Regions from separate parts of the Macaca mulatta genome. Here region 1 is linked to region 2. The links are chromatin contacts, called in public Micro-C maps. All regions are on one chromosome and are shown on one strand. The core of a region is the stretch at or near the end of the contact, and the rest is flanking DNA. Distances in the headings are between cores, read along the strand shown.

What was found. A called contact is a pair of places that touch in the nucleus more often than the background predicts.
Region 1: a contact with region 2 is called in a Micro-C map of CD4 T cells, with 9 times the contacts expected there. The contact joins the enhancer-like site here to the promoter of RNF20 in region 2. A contact is called at or near these places in 11 of 14 Hi-C or Micro-C datasets (CD4 T cells, blood, cortical neurons and 6 more).

The regions. Positions count from the first base shown.
Region 1 is chr15:56,923,392-56,928,783 of T2T-MMU8v2.0, reverse strand. No RefSeq gene overlaps it. Among named protein-coding and RNA genes, the nearest start is that of ALDOB, 24 kb to the left of the region's middle. Within about 2 kb of position 3,098, at least 6 of the 40 cell types and tissues checked have an H3K27ac peak or open chromatin away from gene starts, as enhancers often do. A contact at or near this core is called in CD4 T cells, where this site is marked.
Region 2 is chr15:56,840,953-56,846,674 of T2T-MMU8v2.0, reverse strand. RNF20 (ring finger protein 20) reads left to right here and starts at 4,243. Exons shown (of 20, transcript NM_001261573.1): 1 at 4,243-4,274.

The DNA of each region.
Region 1 (5,392 bases), core at 1,849-4,348, 83 kb before region 2:
GCAGGCTTATTTCATTTATTAGGTATCATCATTCATTGTGCACATTTTCCAGATGAGGAAACGGAAGCTCATGCAACTTACTGAAGGTAATACTGAAATGAGATATGATTTCAGTATTTATGGCTCCAAAGCCTATGAGCATAATCACTTCTCTCTCCTTTTCTATGATGGCAAGATAACTCCTAAAACAACGCTGGTGTGATTCGGAAAAGAAATGTTTTTCTTTACATCTTGCAGCAAATCAATGTCTACAATAAATTCAGAATTCTAGTATCCTGTCAGATCACTCTATTCCTATCATTTCTACCATTGCCAACACATCCTGAAAACTAGTGTGTTCACCTGGGAGAGTTTGCTCAGAGAAGCAGAGGGTTTTGTTAATCCCCCTAGTGACCTCTTGTGGCTGATGAACACCCTGCTGAGACCCTGCCTCTGGAATATATACTACTTCTTCTTCTTCTTCTTCTTCTTCTTCTTCTTCTTCTTCTTCTTCTTCTTCTTCTTCTTCTTCTTCTTCTTCTTCTTCTTCTTCTTCTTCTTCCTCCTCCTCCTCCTCCTCCTCCTCCTCCTCCTCCTCCTCCTCCTCCTCCTCCTCCTCCTCCTCCTCCTCCTTCTTCTTCTTCTTCTTCTTCTTCTTCTTCTTCTTCTTCTTCTTCTTCTTCTTCTTCTTTACTTTAAGTTCTAGGGTACATGTGCACAAAGTGCAGGTTTGTTACATATGTATACTTGTGCCATGTTGGTGTGCTGCATCCATCAACTCATCAGCACCCATCAACTCATCAGCACCCATCAACTCATCATTTACATCAGGTATAAATCCCAATGCCATCCCTCCCCCCTCCCCTCCCCATAATAGGCCCCAGTGTGTGATGTTCCCCTTCCAGAGTCCAAGTGATCTCATTGTTCAGTTCCCACCTATGAGTGAGAACATGCGGTGTTTGGTTTTCTGTTCTTGCGATAGTTTGCTGAGAATGATGGTTTCCAGCTGCATCCATGTCCCTACAAAGGACACAAACTCATCCTTTTTTATGGTGTGCTGCTTCTTGTTCACCCCTCCCTGGGCTACAGAAAAAGGGCTCCAAGGAAATCAGGGTTGGGAAATGGGTCGTCCCTGGTTTCAAACAAAGGGCATAATTCTAATATGTGTCCAAAATAAGCCCAGAAAATATGTAAGAGAGATGGGTTTTCTGTTTCCTGGACTTGCCTTTCATATCTTTTTTTTTTTCCTCCTTGCATCCTCTCTCACTTTTCTTAATTTATTGGTGAGGAGAAAATGTTGTAATAACTTGTAAATCAGATTAGATAAATAATGATGCTATAACAAGCCTGGTGGCTTAATAGTATATACAAAGGGTGTTTACTGAAGTAATTATTTTAACAGAAAATCTATCTATCATCTATCTATATATCTGGAGGAGATTTTAAGTGATTGTATTACCTTTATACAGTGAAATACTATAAGGCCATTAAAGTGTACATATAAGTACGCACTACAGACATACAGACATACACACACATACAGGTGAGGAGAAGGGTGCAGGTAAAGAAACTAAGTTACAAAACCACATGTATGTTATCCCTGTTTTGTAACACTGGATGTATGCTTCTATGCAAAGAGAAGAGAAATTACCAAAATATTAACTATAGTGGTCAGCATCTCAGAGTGGTGGAATTATATATATATATATATTTTTTTTTTGAGACTGAGTCTTGCTCTATTGCCCAGGCTGGAATGCAGTGGCATGATCTCGGCTCACTGCAACCTCCGTCTCCTGGGTTCAAGCAATTCTCCTGCCTCAGCCTCCTGAGCAGCTGGGATTACAGGCGCGCGCTACCACGCCCAGCTAATTTTTGTATTTTTTAGTAGAGACAGGGTTTTACGATGTTGGCTGGGCTGGTCTTGAACTCCTGACCTCAAGTGATCCACTGGCCTCGGCCTCCCAAAGTGCTGGAATTACAGGCATGAGCCACTGTGCCTGGCCAAGGAATTACAGATTTAAAAAAAAAATTATTTACAGTTTTCTGTATTGCAGTGGTTCTCAACTTAGTACATTAACAACATATGAAAAATCTGAATGCTTAGCCCACTCTAGACTAATTAAGTCAGAACTACTGGAAGTGAACCCAGGTTCTAGTAATTTTTAAAATCACCCAGATGATTCAATGTGCAATCAAGCTTGAGAATGAGTATATTGTTTGAATGCTTTACAATCAGTGATTGTTTTATAAAAGCAGGAAGAAGGGAGAGCCAGAAGTTGTTATCTTCATTTCGCTAATTTATGTGCAGTGTGCCTGTGCGTATAGTGTGTATGCAGTGTGCATGTGTGGCTGCTGCAGACAAACTAAGGCTAAAGCTGGTAGAAATCCAAAGGAACACAGTAAAGTCACCTAGTCGATCATGAAATCTGGTCAGAAAAACCTGGCTTTGTTTCTTTGTTCTAATACTTCCTGGCTATGTGACCTTAAGCAGCTCACTTCACCTGTTTGAGTATCAGTTTTCTTTCCTAGTAAGGGCAAAAGGGAAATTCTATTCCCATAGAATTGCAGGATTCAGTGTCATATTGCATGAACAAGGGCTATGTAAGTTGCTAGTTATAATATGTGATGGAGTAAAGAAGTAGAAAAGACAGCAGGAGAAATAACTGAGCACTGAAAGATAAAATATTAACATTCCAGGAATGCTAATATTTTTTGTTTCTTGTGAATGCTTTCATTTCCCTAACAAACACAGTTGCTGAGGGCCCGCTTTGCACCAGACACCATTTTAAGAGATAGACGAGAAAACCTAATGACAGTCTGATTGCCGTCAAGAGGTTCACATGTGTAAGGGAATGATGAGTTGTAACAAATAACACAGCGCGGTAAGTGCTGTAAAGAGGTGTTCCCAAGGCAGTAAGAGGGGCGCCCGTGCCTCTTCCAGAGAAGGGGAGGCAAGACTTGTGAAGCCTACAGAGAGCTCGGATCGGGAAATACTGACTACATGCTTCGTCCTCTAGGGGGAGCTCAAGGCTTTCTGCTTTGGTATCTCAATGAAGTCAGTACTTCCAGTGAGAAGGGTGTAGATACAGATGTAGAACCGGGTTAGGATAAATGCTTCAGTGCCACTTGGTCTTGGAGTTCTCTCTTTTTAGGTATGTCTTTTCTATTGAATGGCTTCTTCCTTTGCTCCCGTGAAGCTGGTGCTATGGAAAGACATTGGGTTATCCCTCCCAGTTAAAAACTTTGCTCTCACCACTTAGAGGACTAAGGAAGAACCAGAGTGAAGGAAGCCCCATGGGCAGGAAGAGGACTCATTTGGGCTCAAGACATTCAGTCCAGCCTAGCTCACAAGGATAGATGAGATCATGATTCGGGACCATAACTTGTCACTTGTGCACATACTCTCAACGGTGGCATTTTTCAAGGTATTGAAAGGAGGTGGCAGGATAGGATTAAGAAATTTGACCCAGACAGGCTTATCATACTCACTACAACCAACAGATGGTTCTAGATTTTTTTTTTATTAATGTTTCATGACTATGTACTCTCGATTTGAAGTTTTGAGGTCCTCTTGAAGTTTGTTTTTTGTTTTTTTAGACAAGGTCTTGCTCTGTCACCCAGTGCAGTGGTGTGATCATGGCTCACTGCAGCCTCTTACTCCTGGGCTCAAGCGATCCTCCAACTTCAGCCTCCCAAAGCATTGGGATTACAAGCATGAGCCACACACCTGGCTCTAAGTCCTCTTGAATCTGGCAAAAACACTTGATTTGGAATTTTCTAAAATTTCTCTTGTTGTAGCAACTGTATTTCATGGGAAGATATTTCTCTGATAGATCGATGCTCTTCTTTTTTATCTCTGTATCACCTATAAATGCTCCCATTTGCACACTCTTAAAGAAGTCAGCTTAGGATAGTTTCTGATTGCCTCACATGGAAAGTTACAATGTAATCTCTCAGAGTTTTTGTGATGTCTAAATGAAAGATATATAGACAATTTTGATTTTTAAGTTGTTTTTCTTTGCTACTTTGGGCATCAAACTGGGGATAGTGTGGAAACCACCAGTTCCTGAGGTACTTGTGGCTAGGAAATTCACTTGTATACTAAAGAGCTTCATTTTTTGTTTGCTGTGTTATTAGAATGGAGCTGGGTCTATGCCTTTATTCTTTGCATAGCAAGGTTTGCCTTGTTAGATACCAGCCAAGGTAGCACCCTGGATATTTGCCAGTCATATTTATCCTTGTTGAAGGCAAGTTGGCAGTAAATAACACTGAAGAATCCTGCTTGGTATGACTTCCGGTATCAAGTAAACTGTTCCAGAGTTGTTGGGGGGGTCCAGATATACCCCGAGATCATCTCTTGCTTCACCCTCATCTCTGACCCTAGCCCCTGAGTAAACAGGTGAGTTCTGCTAGGGTCCACTTCTTGGTTAGCTGTTCCTTCTTGTGACTGTGTTGTAATAGATAGAACTGGCCATTTTTTTCAAACTAATCCCATTTGTATTGCATCCTGCAAAAATTCCTGTCTGTAGCATGTGACTGATCCTTTTCATTGATTTCTAGCACGGTATAGTGTTCTTTGTACTTTTATCTTTTGTGGTCAATAGAGGGAATCTAACGGCTTGCAGTAGAGGAGATTAGATAAGACTACTGATGTCAATATTGTGCTCAGAAGATGTTTCTTCTGCATCTCAGTGGGGGGTTCAGAAACTTGTCACTCTCCAATAACTTCCCATCACACTGAGAATAAAATGCCAGCTCCTAACTGTGACCTAAAAGAGCTTCCTTCTCCCACTTCATCTCTGATCACTCCCTCTTTCTCTTTGTACCCCAGCCATACTGATCTTATTGCTCCTTAAACAGGCCAAGCTATGTCCACCTCAGGAACTTATGCTACTTGCTGTGCTTTCTGCCTGGAATGCTACACTCGATTTTTACATAGTTTACTCATTCATATCCCTGCCTAAATGTCATTTCACAGAAGTCTTTATAACATCTTATCAGAAATAACCCACACAACTTCTACATCCTTAAGTAGCTTTGCTTTTCCTTATAGCATTTATCACAATCTGAAATCATGTTGTGTTTTTTGTTTTGGTTTTGTTTGAGGTGGAGTCTCACTCTGTCGCCTACACTGGAGAACAATGGCAAGGTCTCAGATTACTGCAACCTCCACTTCCTGGGTTCAAGTGATTATCCTGCCTCAGTCTCCCAAGTAGCTGGGATTACAGGTGGTTGCCACCATGCCCAGCTAATTTTTGTATTTTTAGTACAGACAGGGTTTCACCATGTTGGATGGGCTGGTCTTGAACTCCTGACCTCAGGTGATCCACCTGCCTTTGCCTTCCAAAGTGCTGGGATTATAGGCGTGAGCCACCATGCCCAACACATATTGTGTTTTGTCTGTATACTTTTT
Region 2 (5,722 bases), core at 2,994-5,493:
GCATAGTGGGCCAGGTGATCTGGGGAGAAGGAGGCAGGGGTATGGAAATGAAGGAGAAAGGTGTGGTGGGGGTGAATGGTAGGAGAAGGGAAAGCTGAGGACAAGAGGAGGGGGCTTGGTTTTGTAGAACACTCTCAGGTGGACCTGGACATCACTACCTAGAGCAGCGTTCCTTAAACGTGCCCAGATAGGAAGTATAATTACAAAAGTAAGAACTTGCATTTTCAGAGAGCTTTCCCCTGGAAATTCTCATTCAGCAAGTCTAAAGCAAGGGCTATGGTATCTAAATGTTTCTGTTAAACAAGTGATATCATGCTAAATAAAATACAACTTGTTTAAAATAAGGGAGTTCCTAAATTATGTCTGGCACACAATCCAATCCAGAGTTCATGGAATATTGGAATGCATGGAGATATAACAATCTTAGAACAAAACATTTTTAACGAGTGTAGAAAAAAAATAAACAAAAATCCAAAATATCTGAATTTTGTTCATTTTGAGAGCATTAAGCCTACCCTCAGGAGTTGTCCAGGTTTCTAAGAGTTAAGGTGAAGACAGGGCATGACTGATGCGTAGTACTCTGCAACCAAAGCTTTAGGAGGGGAACTGGGGAAGGAGGCGTGTTGCCTTATGCCACCTGGTGGCAGAACTGGGTAGTTAATGAAGACCGGCTGGAAGTCAAATGACTTAGGTCCTTCAACAACTACTCATTAAATCATTTGAAAAAAAAATCACTTAAAATCTGAGTCTGTTTTCTCATTTTAGAAAAGATTACTATTTGCTTAAATTGTGTTTTTGATACAATCAGTGAGACTTTAAAAGTGAAATAAAATATTAAGTATTCTTTTTATCATTGCTAATGCTGTTTTCCCATTTATAAGTGAGGGAAAAACTTATTTTTCCAGGGATATTCCTTTTTCTCTTGATTAAGATGGTGAACAGAAGTGAATGGTCAGAAGTGGTCAGTCAGAAGTGGCTGGTCAGAAATGAATGGGGAATGTGTTCAATGAGAGAGATCTCTGCTATCCTCCTCTTCATCTATTTTCCCAATTCTCTAGAATGAGACAGGCTACTGTGAAGATGTCAGATGGCTGACTGAGGCTTTCAGAAAAGACAGATCTCACCAGTAGCTGCAGAATATGGTTACCTACTATGATGGTTAATTTTATGTGGCAACTTTGCTGGGCCACTGTGCCCAAATAGTTGGTGAAACATTATTCTGGATGATTCTGTGAATGTGGATTTTTTTGGATGAGATTGATATTTAAATTGGTAGACTAAAGCAGATTACTCTCCAAAATGTAGGTAGACCTCATCCAATCAGTTGAGGGCCTTGACAGAACAAAGACTAACCTCCCCTGAGCAAGAAGGAATTCTGCCAGCAGACTGCCTTTAGACTCAAACTGCAAATCTTTCCTGGGGCTCCAGGTTGCAACCCTGCTTTGTGGATTTTGGTTTATCCAGCCACCACAGTCTTGTGAGCCAATTCCTTATAGTGTCTCTCTCTCTCTTTCTCAAATCTCTCTCTCTCTCTCTCTCTCTCCACACACACACACACACACACACACACACACACACACAGAGTTGATTTTATTTTCTAGAGAGCTGTGACACTTGTGAAGGTGTTACATAATTGGAACTTTTGAGAAAGACATATATCCCAGTTGCTAGAGAATATGGTTACCTGCATGGTAAGAATTGAAAGGTACTAGAAAAGTCTGCTTTCTTTATAGAATCTTCTCTAACACTCTTAAGTGTGGGTTGAAGTTAGGGGTGACCTAACTCAGTTGATGTGGCTCCATTTCCCTGAGATTCTCTTTGTTCTGCTCACCCCTGTGTGGTCGCTCCATTCTCAAGAATGGTAGCAGGAAGCCTCCAACAGTTTCAGCCTCACACAAAAAATCTGGAAGATAAGAAACTGCTTCAGTTCTACTATTCAAAGAAATTCACCCTGATTAAACTGTCAATTGCTGACTAGGACTTTGGCTTGGGAAACGGAACTTAGTATTTAAGATAATCCTGGGAGATTGGGGTGAAATCAGTTTTCCTTAAGACTTATGGAATCAAAGTGCTACATGGATACATGAAAAAAATCCTGGTTCTGCTAAGGTGAGGGAAGGTGAATGGATGTTGGGTAGATCACCAGTAATGTCCACCAGACACAGTACCAGCAATTGATTTATCACAATATAACACACAAGTGATGATACTCAAACTATACTAGTGCTAAGGAACCAGTAAAGAATAGTGGGGATTATGGTAAACAAGAATAACACGATCTATTAATAAAAGAGAAGCCACGCCAAGCGCGATGGCTCATTGCCAGTAGCAGTGGCTCACGCCTGTAATCCCAGCACTTTAGGAGGCTGAGGTGGGTGGATCGCCCGAGGTCAGGAGTTTGAGACCAGCCTGGCCAACATGGTGAAACCCCATCTCTACTAAAAACACAAAAATTAGCCAGGTGTGGTGGCGTGTGCCTGTAGTCCCAGCCACTTGGGAGGCTGAGGCGTGGGAATTGCTGGAACCTGTGAGGTGGAGTTTGCAGTGAGCCGAGATCGTGCCACTGCACTATCAGCCTGGGCAACCGAGTAAGACTCTGTCTCGAGAAAAAAAAAAAAAAAAAAAAAAAAGCCACTACTCTGCTCTAAGCAATGTGATCATGCAAAAATATAACCCTTCTGTTGCAAGATCGTCAACATTTTCCAGAGAAACTGATAATTTGTATTTTTATGTAAAATAGCCATATTTTAAATGTTGGCAACTAAGTTCATTTTTGTTCTTGTTTTTAACCACCCAGGACAGCCAATACTGTCTAAAATAAACAAAGCATAACTGTTGGCTAAATGCAGTCTGTGAACCTCTAGTTTACAAGCTCTGGGCTAGAGAAACCATTCCTTGCCATTCAGTAGTTCTATGAATGAAAGGCTTGCTAAGAGTAGAGGAACCAAGGAAGATGAGAGAATGAGTGTCATTGTCTCATACAATGCTTTTCGGCAGGTGGGTCCCCACTCACATGCTCTCAGGCTCCCGCTTCACGGAATGAAATGTGAAGTCCACTCGGGGCCAGTTAATTCTTTCCAACATAGTCAAGGTGTTCTACTGCCAGGCACCAGGAATACTTGTTTTCCTGGTGTTGACCATCTTACTTCATTTACAGGTAAGCCCCAACAGGTACAGGGACAAAAGTCTTCACACTACCAGAAATCCAGTGTAGATTAGGTTCTTTTTCCCCAAGATGCCTAAATTCTATTTTTAAAAAAAGATATAGCAATCATTCTTCCATTTCTAGACCCTTAGCTGACGTCATTAGGTAGTTTATCACAGTTCTGCGAGGCATACAGCTTTTCATTAATAGGTTAGATTAATTACCGTCCTATCATTAAAGCGCATTTAGCTTAACTGAATGGAAAATAGCAGTTTGTCATAAACTTAAAAAAAAAAATCAATGCTTAATTAGCTTAAAATAGACTAGTACTGAGATCAGAGACTAATTGGCGTTTATCTTTTTCCTGGACCATTTCTTGTTCCCAAAAAAGCACAAGAGCAGTAGTTGTCAATCCTGTTTACGCATTAGAATCTAGCGGGTGGAAATGTGGGGTTTGGGAGGAGGAAATGAAGGGAACGCTTTTTTAAAAAAGCTTTTGTCCAGGCCCTACCCTAGAGGGACCAAAACTCCCTAAAGCGATTCTAATGTGTAGACAGGGCAGAATACCGTTCCCTGTGCGGGGGAAAAATCCCCAAGATCTGAAATTCCTCAAATCCCTCAGATTCTCTCCAGAACTCTTCATTTCAGCACGAAGGGGCACCAACGAACAATTTTCTGAGTTGTCTGAGGCTAGTAATTTCCCTGGAGATTGACGGGACCATCAGCCAATCGGCCGTCTGAACGAGTGATAGCAACCCCAATGACAAGCAACAGAATGAGCAACTTTATCCCAGCAGAAAAAACAGATCGCAGTAGCAAAGGTCAACAAGTCACAAAAGTCAAGGGCTCGCCGTCGGGTATCAGCGAGGCCCGGGTATACTCTTGGAGGTAGTAGCCAAGAGATGGTCCTGCGCTTGCCCAGCGTTGTTAGAGAGGCGGGGCTTGCTCAAGCTTCTCGAGCCCTCTTACGTCACTTCCGCCCGGCGGGGTCTCATAGTCCTGTGGGCTGGGTTGAAGCGACTTCCTTTTTTCTTTCCCTTTTTCCTCTCCGTGGCCCCGCCTCCCGGAAGTTCTGCCCCGTCTCCGCCGCGGGTCAAGGGTGAGCGCTGGAATCGCTGCACGGGCCTTGGTGAGTAACTGCTGTGAGTTTTATTCCTGCGCAGCGCCAGTTCAAAGAACTTAGGTTAGATCCCGCTTGGGGCCCAACATGCTGTGCCGGGCCTCAGGAGTCTCCACCCTCTCCGGTTCTGGGGCCGTCAGTCTCATGGCCTGCAATTATCCACGCGGAGGCCGAGGTCTTTGGCTTTTCGCGAGTTGGATTGCAGCCTTGTTCTGCTTCTGTCACTTCTCTCTCCAGGCGAGGTCCTACTCAGGTTGTTGCCAGCGATAGTCCTCTTCTGGAGCTTGAATTGAAAGCAGAGTAGTCTTGTTAGTCTCGGTGATGGCTGGGTTGCCTCCTGAAGTAGCCAAAGTGCTTTAGCATCCATTCCGCCTCCTTTGAGCACCCTGGGAGGTAGGCAGGGCAAAGGAAAAATATTTTCGTTAATATTGTGCAGTTGAGGAAACTGAAATTCTTGGCGAATTCACTGTTTCAAAGCAACACGGCCTCTAAGAGGCAGAACTGGGATTCACACCCAGGTCTGACTTCGGTAGGGTTGCACAAAACAGTGGAGAGAGCGTTTGGAAATAGGGGAGACACTGCAAAGGTTAAAAGAAGAGCTGGGGTTTCTGAGTGCTTACTTTGTGTTCGGCATTGTGCCAAGTTCTTTCTATAATTATATCATCCTTTTTTTAAAAAAAAAATAAGCATAGGAAGTGTATACTGTGGTTATTTATTCCTAGGTTAGGAAACTGAGGCTCAGAGATGATAACTGACTTGTCTAATATTAATGACTTGAGTAGGCGTTTCACAGATCTCTTTTAGCTCTGTGATTCTTCCAACACTGTAGTGTTAACTTCTGGCATAATCAAACTGCCCTTTTCTGATTTTGGCATTACAGGAAGGGAGATTCCAGAACTTTAGTTTTGGTCTCTTCACCCTTTGCCCATTGTCTCATTTCTTATCACCATCCTATTTAGAAATTTATTTTCATGTAAATTTAGCCTTGACTTTTTTTTTTTTTTGAGATGGAATCTCGCTCTGTCGCCCAGGCTGGAGTGCAGTGGCGCGATCTCGGCTCATTGCAAGCTCTGACTCCCGGGTTAACGCCATTCTCCTGCCTCAGCCTCCCGAGTAGCTGGGACTACAGGCGCCCGCCACCACGCTCGGCTAATCTTTGGTATTTTTATTAGAGACGGGGGTTTCACCGTGTTAGCCAGGATGATCTCGATCTCCTGACCTCGTGATCCGCTCACCTTGGCCTTCCGAAGTGCTGGGATTACAGGCGTGAGCCACCGCGCCCGACCCGCCTTGATTTTTACTCTACAATTTAATTTTTTTTTCCTCCAAGAGGAATATGGAGATAGTTGTGGAATTAATGGATCCAGGTTAAAGGGTTGGTCAGAAAAATTTCTAGTTTTTACTCTATTGTTGCTTTCCTTACGTATATTATGTCAGTTTCTGCCTTTTTTTTTTTT